Linked DNA regions of Mus musculus: region 1 is linked to region 2. A link is a contact called in public HiChIP or PLAC-seq data. All regions are on one chromosome and are shown on one strand. Each heading gives the region's core, a stretch centred on a gene start, on an enhancer-like site or on the middle of the called end of the contact. The rest is flanking DNA. Distances are from core to core; before and after follow the strand shown. Region 1 overlaps Morc2a (microrchidia 2A). Region 2 holds the start of Gal3st1 (galactose-3-O-sulfotransferase 1).

The links. HiChIP or PLAC-seq counts read pairs in DNA pulled down with a chosen protein or histone mark.
Region 1: an HNF4G HiChIP or PLAC-seq map of pancreatic cancer cells shows a contact between it and region 2. The contact joins the enhancer-like site here to the promoter of Gal3st1 in region 2. A contact is called at or near these places in 5 of 39 promoter capture datasets (embryonic stem cells, hippocampal neurons, liver and 1 more), 3 of 484 Hi-C or Micro-C datasets (the HL-1 cell line and embryonic stem cells), 1 of 115 datasets of contacts at active chromatin or transcription factors (pancreatic cancer cells) and 3 of 9 other capture datasets (embryonic stem cells, liver and macrophages).

The regions. Positions count from the first base shown.
Region 1 is chr11:3,682,954-3,689,876 of GRCm38.p6, reverse strand. It overlaps Morc2a (microrchidia 2A), which reads right to left. Exons shown (of 27, transcript NM_001159288.2): 19 at 6,261-6,332; 20 at 5,801-6,178; 21 at 5,132-5,263; 22 at 4,985-5,039; 23 at 4,351-4,492; 24 at 3,995-4,219; 25 at 3,808-3,901; 26 at 1,578-1,766; 27 at 1-842. The coding sequence ends at 774. Among named protein-coding and RNA genes, the nearest start is that of Morc2a, 37 kb to the right of the region's middle. Within about 2 kb of position 5,451, at least 20 of the 459 cell types and tissues checked have an H3K27ac peak or open chromatin away from gene starts, as enhancers often do. A contact at or near this core is called in pancreatic cancer cells, where this site is marked.
Region 2 is chr11:3,981,580-3,988,628 of GRCm38.p6, reverse strand. Gal3st1 (galactose-3-O-sulfotransferase 1) reads right to left here and starts at 4,993. Exons shown (of 4, transcript NM_016922.3): 1 at 4,789-4,993; 2 at 3,471-3,688. Gm46265 (a long non-coding RNA gene) reads right to left here and starts at 3,464. Exons shown (of 2, transcript XR_001780153.1): 1 at 3,382-3,464; 2 at 1-3,322.

The sequences.
Region 1 (6,923 bases), core at 4,202-6,701, 300 kb after region 2:
GTAGAAAAGCAGCAGCAAAGGCTCTCCAGGAACTAGCACCACTGTGGAAGCCTTCTCCTCCAGAGAGCTTTCACACCTGCACACCCTGAGAATCTTTGGAGTTCAACATTCAGAGTGCTATCCAGCCCAGGGATCTGACCGGTCAGAGCTGTCTATGCTTGAGCTTGGATAGTGTGGTTGACTCAGGAAATGGCTCCTCCAGTAACAAAGTAGGTGGCATATTGGGAAATTTGAGCCTTAAGAAACATCTCCAAGCTGTCTGGATACTGTCACATCCAAGATGACTGACAGCTGCTCAGGCAGCCTACAGACCTTCACAGCCCTGTCTGGACACCAGGAGATCTGTTACAGGGAGTGTCTTTCTGATACTGGGCCTGTTTTGATCACCCCTTGAGGGTCTTGCAGAGCTGAGTCCCTGGGGCCATGTATCTTTCATATCCCATTGTTGATGTCCTTAGAGCCTCTCCAACTTCAGGATGGTGCTTTCTTCATCCTATGTTGAGGTGCCAGGAGCTGAATGGTTCAGACTCTGTGCCCTTTCAAGAGTCACACAAAAAAAAGTACGGTCTCACAGCAGGCATTAACATCTTCTCTTTTAAAAAATAAATATTTATGTAAACTTAGGGAAGAAGATTCAAAGAATCTCCTTCCCAAAGCACAAATGTCTCACATGACTCAAACCAAGATCAAGTCCACCAAGTCACAAATGAACTCCCCTCCCCGAAGCTGCTGTGTTGAGGGCAGGTATGAGCAGGAGTTAGCCTCCCGGCTCCTCAGTCCCCTTTGGTGATGAGGTCCTCAATGTAAGCATCCAGCTCATCATCTGTGTTGATGTCTATGTCCTGGAACAGAGTGGGTGGGAGTCAGATGGGGCAGGAACACAGGCTGGAGAATGGGCCTGAGCCAGCTGTCAGCTTCTGTTTCTTGCTCCTGCCCTACTTCCAAATTTCAGTTAAATCTGCATGCCCAAAAAAGGATGGGAGCTTTCTTATAGGTTTCCTGGTTCTAACCCGTACATCTTCAAACTGATTAGTGTCTTATACTAAAAGTTGGACAATGCCACATCAAACCACATATGTAGAGGTCTCTAACCTCTCCTACTGCCTACAACTTCCTATTACAGCTTAGTGAGCTCCCAGTCTCAGTACAAGTATCTCTACCCTGAGAACCCTAGGCAAGTAGCTTCCCCCAGGATTCCATCTCTCATTATTTATTTCAGTACTACCCCATTCATAGCTCCAGCTCCTTCATCAGCCTGTCCCCAGAGATCAATCAAGTTCTCAGTGTCTACTATGCAGCAAAAATATATACCACATCCCTTAGGGGCAATGTCCCACTTCTACTCAAGCACATCTGGGATATCATTTAGATAAGAATTGTGCTTATTGCTTACAGGGTTCTCAAACAAACTATACTGCCTAGGGGTCTGGGTGGGTCAAAACCCAGGCAACTCTATCATTTCAAGCCCTCTGCTTAGGACTCTGAGCAGCCAGGGTTGGAAACAAAGATTCCTGTAAGTAGTCCAGTCCCCTCCCTGAGACCAGTTAGTTTGGTTCCTGAGAGGGCTGCCAGCTCACCTCCTGCACTTTTTGCAGGAGTGCTACAATGTTGGTCCTCAACTTCTGTAACTTCTCCTCTGTCTCACGAAGCTTTTTCTCTGATGTGCGTAAGCTCTCCTCTGAGGCTTTTGCCCGTGAATCAGCACGGCTTTGGTAGGAATGGCACAGATTCTGGAGCCCCACCTCATATTGCTTGAAGTATTCTTTCTGTGGAAGGAAACATGATATGGAGTAAGAGGAGAGAGTGGGCAATGAGTTCACTTGGCTGTATTTCACTACAAGGAAAAAGCAGCCTTCTAGAACCAGGGTAAAGAGACCTTAGTGGCAGTCCTTTGGGGATACCATGAGGATAAAGACACATGCACTGAGCCAAGTGCTTAATAAAGTGGAGGGAAGTTTTACCTTTACACATGGAAAGAAAAAAAGGGACTGTGGGAGCATTCTTCCAGTTCAAACACACCTTTCTAACTCCAAAATAGGACTGCCATATCTAACAGGGTTAGGACCAAGGTTAGGTTATGGACTGCCTCTGGCACCTACCAATAGCAAATATTCCCAGACTTGTATAATAAATAGTCGTACTACAATACAGCCTTTTCCTATGAAGTAGTTAAAACAATTTGCATAGTATATACCTACTGATAAAAGGAATCATCTTCATGAAGGCCCTGCTGCCCACTGAAGTCTAAACTCTAGTACTCATCTGCTTCTATGAAGGTTGCATAAACTGCTGGGTTGAGGGCTTCTGATTGCTGCATTTGTGTCTAGACTACCTTCTTACACCATGATAGCAAGAGAAACTTCATTCTATATAAAAAAATACCTTGGTTGCACAAAATAAATTTTAAGTCAAATGAGTATCTTGAAGGCAATTATATTAAGCTTTTAATTGTGAAAATACTACCATTTACACACCAATAAGGACAAAAATTAACATTTGAAAATTGGTTTTAGCAATCGCAACTAGAAGATAAAGTTGTGACCTAGTACTGGCTAGCACGTTTTTAAAAGATTTATTTATTATTATATCTAAGTACACTGTAGCTGTCTTCAGCCACACCAGAAGAGAGCATCAGATCTCATTAGGGATGGTTGTGCGCTACCATGTGGTTGCTGGGATTTGAACTCAAAAGAGCAGTCAGTGCTTTTAACCACTGAGCTTATTTCTCCAGCCCCCTGGTTAGCACTTTTGCAAAAACAAGCTAGATATTATTTTTAGACTTGGACAGTCACAAGACTGACTGTTTTGGGCTGAGTAACAGTGCCTGCTGCTGAGGTTCTGCTGTGCCTTGGCTTTTGCTTTGAATTTCACGATTTGATGCCAAAGGTAACAAATCAAACTGTAAGAAGAGGTCTTCTCCTAGAACCTCTGGAAAGCCTGGTCTAAACAAGAGTAAAAGCCAAAGCCTAGGCTGGGCTTACTGTGTAACAAGAATGTGGTGGGTCTTGTGCCCCTGTAACAGCAAGGTCAGCAGACACAATCAGCTTATTGCATGTTTCTGTAAATAAAGCTATTGCTTGATAGACTGCCTCTGGCTACTTTCATGCTGTAATTACAGAACTTCGTAGTTAGCAGATACTAGACAGCCTACAAACCTGTTATTTACTATCTGGCCCTCAGCATAGTTCAGATCAACAATTCCTTCAGCTCCATTTCCTACATAAAAATGAGGTTCAAGATGTATCATTTTCCCCAACCCTTTCCAGCCTATTGTGCTCACAAAAGCCTCCTGCCCCACTTCAGAGTCCCCTGCACTTGAAGCCCTAGTGGAGTTGTTTGATTGTTTGGTTAGGTTTTTAGATAAGGGTTTTCCTTCTCTACCCAAGCTGCCAAGACTCTCTGGGCACTGCCTCTCAGCAACATTTCTCTCAGCCTTATGGCCAGCTACCCAGAAGCAGCAACTCCACCTCTAGCAAACTTTAAGATGGTGGATACAGAAAGTCCACTGAGCTACCCGGGCTCTCATGCTCATCTCTACATGCCGTTAATCTCTCTTTACCTCTCTCCAAGTCTCATGTTTTTAGGTAGAGAGAGTCTAATCTCATCAATGTTACCTAGGACAGGTCTGAGAAAGAAGTGGGGAGGGGAGGGGTGCACTTGTAAAGGAGTCTCAAGCTGTCTGTCCTTTTTGAACATCAGTCCTATCGACTCAGATCGTCTCTCAGAGAGAAGGGAAGTTGATGAGACAGCGATAATAAGCATGTACAGGCACTTAGGTGTAAAAAGCAAAAATTGGGTCAGACTCACCAGAGGAAAAGATATTAGTTCTTCTGAATTCATAACACTCAGCTCCTTCTTGGAGATGGGGAAACTTGGAGGTAAGAAATACCGCAAGCAATTTCTAAGCAGGAAGAGAGGGGTTGGAACTCAGAATAGCATGGGAAGAGTAAAGAATTAGTGTCAGCCTTAAGGAAAAGGATAAAGAAACACAAACCGAAGAATCTGGACCAGGAGATCAATAGTCTCATGGCTGGGACTGGTGGCAGTGGTATCAGGCTCAATGGGAAGACCATCAGAGGTGGAAGGCTCAGGCAAGGCCACAGCCTGCCGGGCCACCATAGCCTCCTCCTCCTCTCCACCTTCTTGCTGTGTGTCAGGGCTCTGATGCTCTGGGGAAGGTGGCTTCATCAATCGTACATCTTCACTGCCTTTCTCCACCCTACGGGGGACACAGAGCTTATAGTATCTGTCCTAGGATCCTAATAGGCTGCTAGGAGGGAACACGGGGGTACCTCCTCTCTTTGCCCTAGCTGACTTCTGCTATTCTGTTCTCCCAGAAGAGGGCATTACCAGCGGTCTCTTGGTGTTGTATCTGTGGGCACATAGTCAAACTTCACTTTCCATCGAACCGCATTCTTGCCCACCTCCACAGCTGTGACTCGGCCTGTGTACCACTCACGGTTCACACGGACCTCTACATGAAGTCCTTTATCTGAGAATCAGATGAGAACTGTATTAGTGCCCTCACCTCAGCCAGGCTGTATCTGTAAAAGGCAGTGCACAGGTGGATCCCTAGGTATCCACCTAGGCCTAGCAATGCTGCCTCTTCCATCTGGCATGGGGCCAAGGCACAGGATGAATGACTTGCCAAGGGCAAACACCAAAGAGTTAGTATTAAAAAGAACAAAAACATAAAAATATAAAAGCAAGCCAGGCATGGTGACACATGCCTTTAATCCCAGCACTTGGACACTGATCCAGAGGATTATAAGTTCAAGGCCAAACTGAACAATATAAATATCTGCTCAAAACCCTCTAGGACTACAAATCAAACAAACAAACAAAGACTGTGAAGGGACAGCTGGACCAACTATGGGAGAGAGCCCAAGCCAGGAAGCTGCTGACTTTCAGGAGGAAGCTGTTGACAGGGAAAGGTTCTATTTCCATCTCCAGCACAGCATGACAGGGGTCTCCCCAGACTTGCCTTTCTGAGCCTTCCTGAGTTCAGCTGGGTGATCTTCCCCAGCACTGTCTGAGAGCTGCAAGGAAAACAGTCTATTAGAAGCTTCTTTAATGGCCCCGGCCCCGGCCCCAGGGAGGCAATCCCTGGGAACTTCATGCGACTAACCACCTCATTTGCTTCCTTCTTTTCCTCCTTCACAGCAAGTTTGCCCCGCTTGCATCTCTCTCTCCTCTTCTCAGCTTCTTCTTCAGCCTCTTCCTCATCTGAGACTGCAAGACTCCGCTTCCGACCTGAGGTTGCCTAGAGCAGAAGAGTAGAAGCATGAACTGACCATGTTCACTTCCCAAGATGCAGGAAGACTTTATGTAGCTTAAAGGAACTACTCAGAGGAGCTATGTCAATTCCCACTTGGAATTACTCAGTACATACATATGCAACCTCCTGGTCTGACCACAACTGGCCCAGGTTTCTCAGTTTCTTCCCTGCTTAACCTGCCTGCCAGCCAGCTGAGACCTCCTTGACACACAATGACTACTACCATAACATACCAAAGCTATATGTCATCAAGTTAACAAACTATGCCCACACCATGAGAAGCCAACTCAAGTTTGCAGCAGACCAAGGTTGGCTGTGCTGAGTGAAAATGAAAAGCTCCCTAGATAAAAAAACTTGCTATGTGTGTTAGTTCTGAGCAAGTCTCTTCAGCTATGGAGACTTTTTCTTCAGGGCATCAGAGAAGCTTTAGAAAAGATTCAGTGATCCTGGATTCCCTGGTATAACCTTTTTTCCTACAGCACTGCTAATAAGCTGGAGCATGGAGGAGGGAAAGCATCTCACCACGGACTGTTTGACAGGTGGCTCTGGCTTCTTGACCACTGGAGTTTTGATGGCTTTTTGAGCAGGGACCTCCCGAAGGCTCTTGGAACTGGGGATTAAAGATAGTGGGGGTGTGTGCACAGGAGGGGTGGGTCGGGGTACAGTCTTGATGGGAGGGTTTGCAGGCTTTCGAGGTGCCTCAGTTGGCTGGAGTAGCCTAGAAGTACTAGTTTCTCCTCGGGCTGCTGTAGTGGGTGGTTTTGGAAGGCTGATAACAGACGTCTTTCGGAGCTGGGTACTTGGTCTGGGAGTCTGAATAGAAGGGGGTCTGCTAGGAGCATTCTTGATCACCGCAGGTAAAGGAGGTGACCGAGGACGCTGAGGTCTCCGTACAGGTTCCTAAAAAGAGCCCACAGACAGAACACTGAACCGAGCTTAGACACCAGAAGAGACCCGCCTCCCTTATGTTCCTGGGCTTTACTTCAATAGGTCTTGTAGTCACTTCTAAGGGCAATTTCTTCAGGTCAGCTTGTGAGCGGATGGGCGTGGTTTTCTGCAAAAACAAATATAACAATGAAATTGTATATCTTGGTATAATAAACTATCTCTTTGGATCCTCACTATGTGCCTGGGACAGTGATCAGTTCTATTTCTGAAAGCTTTTTATTATCACTAGAAAGGCAATACACAGACACAAAAAGGGTACCTATGTGATTGACTGATTCATCAACTGAGACACTGGGGAAAGTCATTAAATTTTCTAAAAAAAAAAAAAAAAAAAGAGACCAAAAAGGTGGGAAAGTTCTGGTAAAGAAAAGTTGTCATAAGGCCAGAAAACTGGATGGGATCAACACACTTAAGACATTTCCAGTTTGTAAGTATAGAGCACTGTACAGACAGAGAAGAAATAAAAATGCTTTTGTAACAAATATAAAATTGGGGGCTGTAGAGATGGCTCATGGTTAAGAGTGTAGATTAGTCTTGTAGGGCACCACCAGAGTTCAGGTCCCATCACTCGGAACAAGGATCTGATGCCTTCTGGAATAAACAAGTACCTGCACTCCAATTCCTTATGCATGTGCACATGAGCACACACACATGATTTTAAAATAATAAAAAAACTGAAATCATGAAACACTGAAAA
Region 2 (7,049 bases), core at 3,744-6,243:
GCCATGTCTATGCAGGTATTTTCTTGATTGCCAATTGATGTAGGAGTGTCCAGTTGGCGTGGGAAAACCATCTCCGGTGAGTAGGCCTGGAGAGGCTGCTTAACACGATCCAGTGAGTAAGGCACTAAACAGTGTTTTCTGCTTTAAACCCCTGCCTTGAGCTACTGTCTTAGCATCCCCAAGGATGAACTGTAGCCTGTAAGCTAAAATAAATCCTCTCCCTCACATGTTGTTTTTTAGCCACGGTGTTTATCAAAAGCAATAGAAACCTAACTAGACAGAAATGGGTACCAGAAAACAGGGGTATGGCTATGACAGACATGACTGTAGGCCTTGTTGTTTGGGGTTGGTTGGTTTGTTTGTTTTTGTTATTTTTGAGAAGTGTGTATTTGGAACTTTGAGTGGGAAGAACCACGAAGTGCTCAGAGTTGATGATCTGTGGGAAGCTGGAAGATAAGATAATGCTAAGAGAAATGTAGACAGTGGAGACCTGGCCGATGACATCCCCTCAGGGCTAATTGTATGATATTTTAGATTAAGAATCTGTGGAAGAGTGAGTGCACGCCTTTAATCCCAGCACTTGGGAGGCAGAGGCAGGCGGACTTCTGAGTTCCAGGCCAGCCTGATCTACAAAGTGAGTTCCAGGACAGCCAGGGCTGCACAGAGAAACCCTGTCTCGAAAACCAAAAACAAAACAAAACAAAACAAAAAAAGAATCTGTGGAAGTGTTGGCGAGATGGCTCATTGGTTAAGAGCACTGGCTGCTCTTCCAGAGGTCCTGAGTTCAATTCCCAGTAACCACATGGTGACCCACAACCACCTGTAATGAGATACAATGCCCTCTTCTGGTGTGTCTGAAGAGAGTGACAGTGTACTCACATATATAAAATTAATAATTTTTTAAAGTTTTTTTTTAATAATCTGTGGACGCTTTGCTTTACTGGGACAATTGGTGCTTGCTAATCAGGGCTGAGAAATCAGGTGTGATGAAGAAGAGACCAGCATCATTGAGACAAAGTCCTCAGGGTCCGCACACAGAAGCTGTGGTACAGGGAAGCTGCTGCTGCATCTCAAGCTGATAACCGAATACCCGTGGGGAGTTTTTATCACGTAAGAGGGCTCAGCCCGCTGTGGGGGGTATCATCCCTAGGCAGAAAGCAAACTAGAATAGACCTTTTATGTTCATTACACAGACAAGGATTCTGAGGACCAGATGTTAAAAAAGCTGCCTTGTTATACACTGTAAAGAATGAATGTATTCATTAGAGCAAAACTGTACATCTGTACTTAGATGAAAGGGCCTGAGATGGTACCGAATGTAAAGTGTAGTTCCCCAGGGAATGGGGTCACTTACCCTCACTGACACAATCTGATTCCCTACATGCAATGTGAATATATATATGCATTCATATCTTACCAGAGTCTATATTACTTTGGAAAATAGTGAATCTTTATAAATAATGGGCCAGCAAGATGTCTCAGCAGGTAAAGGTGTTTGCCTCAAGCCTGATAACTCGAGTTTGATCTCCAGAACCCACATGGTGGAGAGAAAGACAATTCCTGGGTGTTGCCTTCTGACCTGCAAGCACACACACTCGGGGCACACCTCATGTTTCTGAGGCAGGCATACTGCTCTTTCCAAACCTTAGTGTCCGCCATGGAAAGGCATAGGCAATGACAGAACAGAGCTGGGGAGGATGGAGCACACAGGGGACCTCCTTCTGGGAGGAGGCACTTCTGGGAGGTGTGGGGTGAGGCTCTCTGGAGTGGGGTCCCAGAGCAGAGAAGGGGAGCATTGGTTGCCTAGCAGGGCATTTATCTGCACCCTAACTTGTTGGCTCACAGGACGCCTCCAAGCTCACAGTCCTGACTCTTGTCACCCTTATTCTCCTTGGCTGGAGCTGTGAAGTCAATGGTTCTAGGCTCTCATGATTTGGAAGGCAGTTCTTTTTTCTTTTTCTTTTTCCTTTTCTTCTTTTTCTTTTTAAAGATTTATTTATTTATTATATGTAAGTACACTGTAGCTGTCTTCAGACACTCCAGAAGAGGGCGTCAGATCTCATTACAGATGGTTGTGAACCACCATGTGGGTGCTGGGATTGTTCAGGACCTCTGGAAGAGCAGTCAGTGCTCTTAACCGCTGAGCCACCTCTCAGTTCTTAATGTCGCCTGCTCCTTCCCTCCTCTGTTCTCTCAGTTGTGCTTCTTCTTCTTTCCCTTTTTCCCTGTGTGTGTGTATGTGTGTGCACACGTGCACCCGTGTTCCTTGTATAGACCAGCTTTTTCCCTGTGTGTGTATGTGTCTGTGTGTGTGTTTGTGTATGTATCTGTCTTGTGTAGACCAGCTCACTATGCTCCTGACTGATTTCAAACTGATGATCCTCCTGTTCAGTTTCCCAAATGCTAGCAATACAAGCATGTGCCACAATGCCTAGCAACCTATTGTTTCAAAGGGCAATCATGTAATCGCAACACACACACACACACACACACACACACACACACACACAGAGTGCCCAACAGAATAGCTCAGTATTATATGCTAGCACTAAGTAACAGGTGGAGAAATGAGTCCAGTAACTGTGGCAAAGCTAGAACTTGAAGCATATTCACAGCTCTCTGAGACACTACCCTGCTTATGCAAAAGCGCCAGCCTTCCTGGTAGCAGATCCAAGTACCCAAAGCAGCTCACCTCGCTAATGGGCAGTGGCAAATCACAGATGTCAACGAGAAACCAAACCACTCCATTAACACACAGACACACACAGACACACACACACACAGACACACACACACACACACACACACACACACACACACACACACAACCAGGGCTAAACACAGGAGTCCGTAATAAATATACTCGATACTTTATACTCGTCACAGTCTGAAGATGTACTTGACTGTGCAACCACACGGCATGGTAGACAAGGTTTATGGACGCACTGCACATGCCACGCACAACGCTCTGGCTAAGCAAGCACACCCACTGTCCATTGCAGGATGCCCTTAATACAATCCTGCTCCCAAGTCCGGAAACAGGGTGATCACTGGCAAGAAACTGTTTGTATCCTAACACTTAAAGGTACAGCTATGCTCTCTCAGTCTCTCTGGGAAGATCCAAAAGTGAGAAGTGTGCAGTCCTTAGCTCGGTGCTTGGCCCGGGCAGTGGATCTGGTTATGTTCATGGACAACTTAGGTCCTTTTAGATCAATAGACTTCAATGACCTATGTTCCCATGATTTATACACAACTTGCCTCAACTCGCATTCCACACCCAGTAAAATTGACAGAGTGCCCACAGAAAGACTGTGGGCCTAACCTCCCTGCCCACACCCAGTAAAATTGACAGAGTGCCCACAGAAAGACTGTGGGCCTAACCTCCCTATCCACACCCAGGGCAAGATGGGAGTGTCACAGAAAGGGTCTGACTGTGGGCCTAACCTCCCTGCCCTGGAGAGAGATCTCACCTGATGACTCCAGGTCTCCAGTCTGGTAACCTTTGGGGTACTTCTGCTCCATCCCGCTGTGTCTTCTCTAGTCATTCACATTTCATGGAGTCAAACCAAAGCAAGAAGCTTGCCCCAAGCCACTGAGGGGGCCTAGAGTCCCCCATTGCCATTGTCCTGTGAGTCACTGCTTTCCTGCAAGTGCTTGTTTGTTCTTCCTTGGAGCCCAGTGAGAGGCACTGTGAGTGACAGATTTATGAGAACTCAGCACAGAACCCAGGAAGCAAAAGAGATGCCCAGGAAGGCATCTTTCCTCCAGTTTGGGCAAGAGGACTTCTGGGTAGGGCTGGGATCCTGAGACAGGGACCAAAAAACAAAACAAAACAAAACAAAACAAAACAAACAAAAACGCACACTGTGGTTTGCAGTGAACTCAGCCATTTCCCAACGGTGTGACCTTCAGCAAGTCACTGACTCCTTGAGCCTCAGTATCTTCCCTCTAGATAAGTAGCAAGGAAGCCTGAAGGCACAGTGCAGATCAGCTCACCCCCTCCAGAGAGGAAGAGATTGAGTTCTGATCGGCTCTCCCTCCACACCCCTTTCCTCCTGAAGATTTCCAGGGCATCCTCACCCTCAGCCCAGTAACCTCTGGTGTCAGGTGTCAGTCCCTGCAGCCAGATGTGTGCCTGTCATCACAACCAGCTCAGGAAGGGGCGGGGCGGGGGGGGGTTAAAAAGAGAAGGCTCATGTTGGCCTCTCACTAAGGGAACAGACCAACCTGAGACCCCCTTATGGAGCACTGGTCCATGGCTCCGGAACCGTGTAGTTGTTGCATATAGGATCTTTCCTGTCCTAACTAGACAAGTCTGTCCTTGTCTCCTGGACTCACCTCCTTAGGGGCACACATATGAGAGGCCTTCCCCAAGCACAAGAGTCTGTCATTGCCCAAGGCCCCCCTCTCCCCGGTTTGTACTGTGACAGCCGCCTCTTCTGGGAACGCAGGTAAGGAGCGGGGAGATTCCTGCCTCCTTCTCCACTAGGGCCCAGGCCACAATGTCCAAGAGGATTAATTATTAACGAACTCACAGCACAACAGCTAACCTTCTGGAGCCCCACCCACCCCATTTTTAGGGACTCCGGGGGTCAGGGGAGGAGGGGCACCCAGAGCAGGGCAAGCAATCAGCCAGAGCCTGCAGGATACAGTGTTGGTGAAGCAGCTCTGCAGCATTTCTATATCCCTTGCTGGGCAAACACGATCCATCGATCCAGTAGGCAAGATGTTCAGGAAGTAGGCTGAGGCAGGGCACAGCCAGCGTGAGTACAAGACCTCCCGACATACCTTTGCCCTGTTCTCCTTGGGCTCCGGGTGGCAGGGGTCGGCCCCGGCCCCCGCCGCCGCCGTGGCGCTCACTGGGCGGCGGGGCGCACTCGCCGGGACCCGGCGCGCTGGCAGGCCTGGTCCATGCCCCCGCCCCGCCGCCGCAGCGGCTGCCGCACCCCGCTCTCAACACTCGCCAGGTGAGGCCAGCAGCCTGGCCCGGCCCCTGACGCCAGAGCCAATGGGCGCCACGGCCCCCTCCCCCCCCCCACCCCCTTCCCGTCCTCTCCCCTGCGCCGCCTGCCCAAGAGGCACAGAAGCTGTATTCAGCTCCCTGGGGCGCAATATTGCGCCCCCGCCTCCGGCCTAACAAGGACTATTTGTCTCCGATGGGCCAAGGGGTCCATTGTCCTACTGCCAGCCCAGAAGGGAATAGAGGGTGCCTGGGGCTTGGTGGTAGTGTTGGGGAAGGGAGCCTGGGCTCTGGAGAAAGGGGGCAGGACTAGTTGCCAGCCTTTTATGGACAGCACTGGAGCTCCTCAGAATCCAGTGGAACATAGGTCTTCCTAGCTCCCTCTGATGAGCCAGGAACACATTTGTGGTATCCAAGAAAAACAGGTGAAGAAGCGCCAGGATCCCTGGGCCGAGTCACTTACATGGTTCAGCTAACTTTCCTCTTGAGGATACCTCCTCTAGAGGTCTGGGCAAGTAAGTAGGGGCCTGTTTGAGTTCAGACTGTCCTTCATCCTAAAGGAAAACCAAGGATGGGAACTAATTTGGAATTAACCCCAGCTGTGGGCACTGCAGAACCAGCTGGCCATCGGGTGGCACATGGGCCACGTCAGAGTCCCACTACCCCCGACATTTCTAGGCAACCGTGGAATGGGGAAAATTCCACATCAGCCTGGCTGCCAGGCATTCTTCCATATCTAATGGGCTTGCTGCTCTTTGTCCTTGTGGGCCCTGAGTCACCTCCCAGGCTATAGGTTATGACTTTGAAACTCCTAACCCTTTGTTCCTGCCTCTTGAAACTGCCATGCCAGAACATGGCATCAGATAGAGCCCCCTCCCCCCATCCCACATATACAGTGAAGCCACCAGTTTGGGGGACCTTGGGGTCCACAAGCCAAAGCCTGCAAAACTCTTGCCTTCCTCTTCAGTTGAGGTGCAGCCATGGCAGCACAAAGTCCACATATGGGGCCAATACAAAACAGGTCTGTCAGGCTATCAGGTCCTTAGATTCAGGGAGGGCAAAGTCCAGCCTACCCTGTTTAGGGTATCACCGCCTCTGGGGAATGGCTATGGGAAAGATGTCCTGGGAAGGACTGAATGATCAGAACCCTGACCCTGTCATGATACATGGACAGTTCCAGGTAAGGACCATCATCAGAGGTACCTGGAGTGAGGGGACAGGTCCACAAAGGTCACAAGCTGAGATACCAGCAGTGACCTCACTTGGATGGAAAACTAGGCTATTGCTGCCCTTAGACCTCACGCTCACCTTCCACCTGTACTGGCTTGTTTTGGGTCAACACAAGCTAGTCATCAAAGGAGCCTCTCAGTCGAGGAAACACCTCCATGAGATCCAGCTCTAAGCTGTTCGTGGTGGTGCACACCTTCAATCCCAGCACTCGGGAGGCAGAGGCAGATGGATTTCTGAGTTCGAGGACAGCCAGGGCTACACAGAGAAACTCTGTCTCGGAAAAAAATGGGAGTGAAGGGGTGGGGAAAGAGATCCAGATCTAAGGCATTTTCTCAGTGATCAATGGGGAGGATCCAGCCCACAATGGGTGTTGTCATCCCTGGGCTGGTAGTCCTGGGTTCTTTAAGAAAGCAGGTTGAGCAAACCTTGTAAAGCAAGCTACTAAGCAGCAACCCACCATGGCTTTTACATTAGCTCTGCCCTGAGGATGCAGCCTTGTTTGAGTTCTGTCCTGACTTTCTTCAATAACGGACAGCAACATGGAAGTGTAAGCCAAACAAATGCTTTTCTCCTCAGTCTGCTCTTTGGTTATGGTGTTTCATGTTTCATTGCAGACACAGAAACCCTAAGGCTGGTTGGTACGAGGAATGGGGTTAGCTGTGTTTGGGGAGGATTGTGGAAGGACTTCGGAATGTCGGGCTAGAAAAGGCATTTCCTGTCTGGAGCTCAGTGAGAAGTCCCTGAGGAGCTTAGAGTGTGAAGAACAGGACAGACAATAGAGGCCTGGCTCGTGAAGGGTTAGGAGGAAATTTAGACTCTATCAGGGTTATTTTCTATCATGAATTGAGATTCTGTTGTT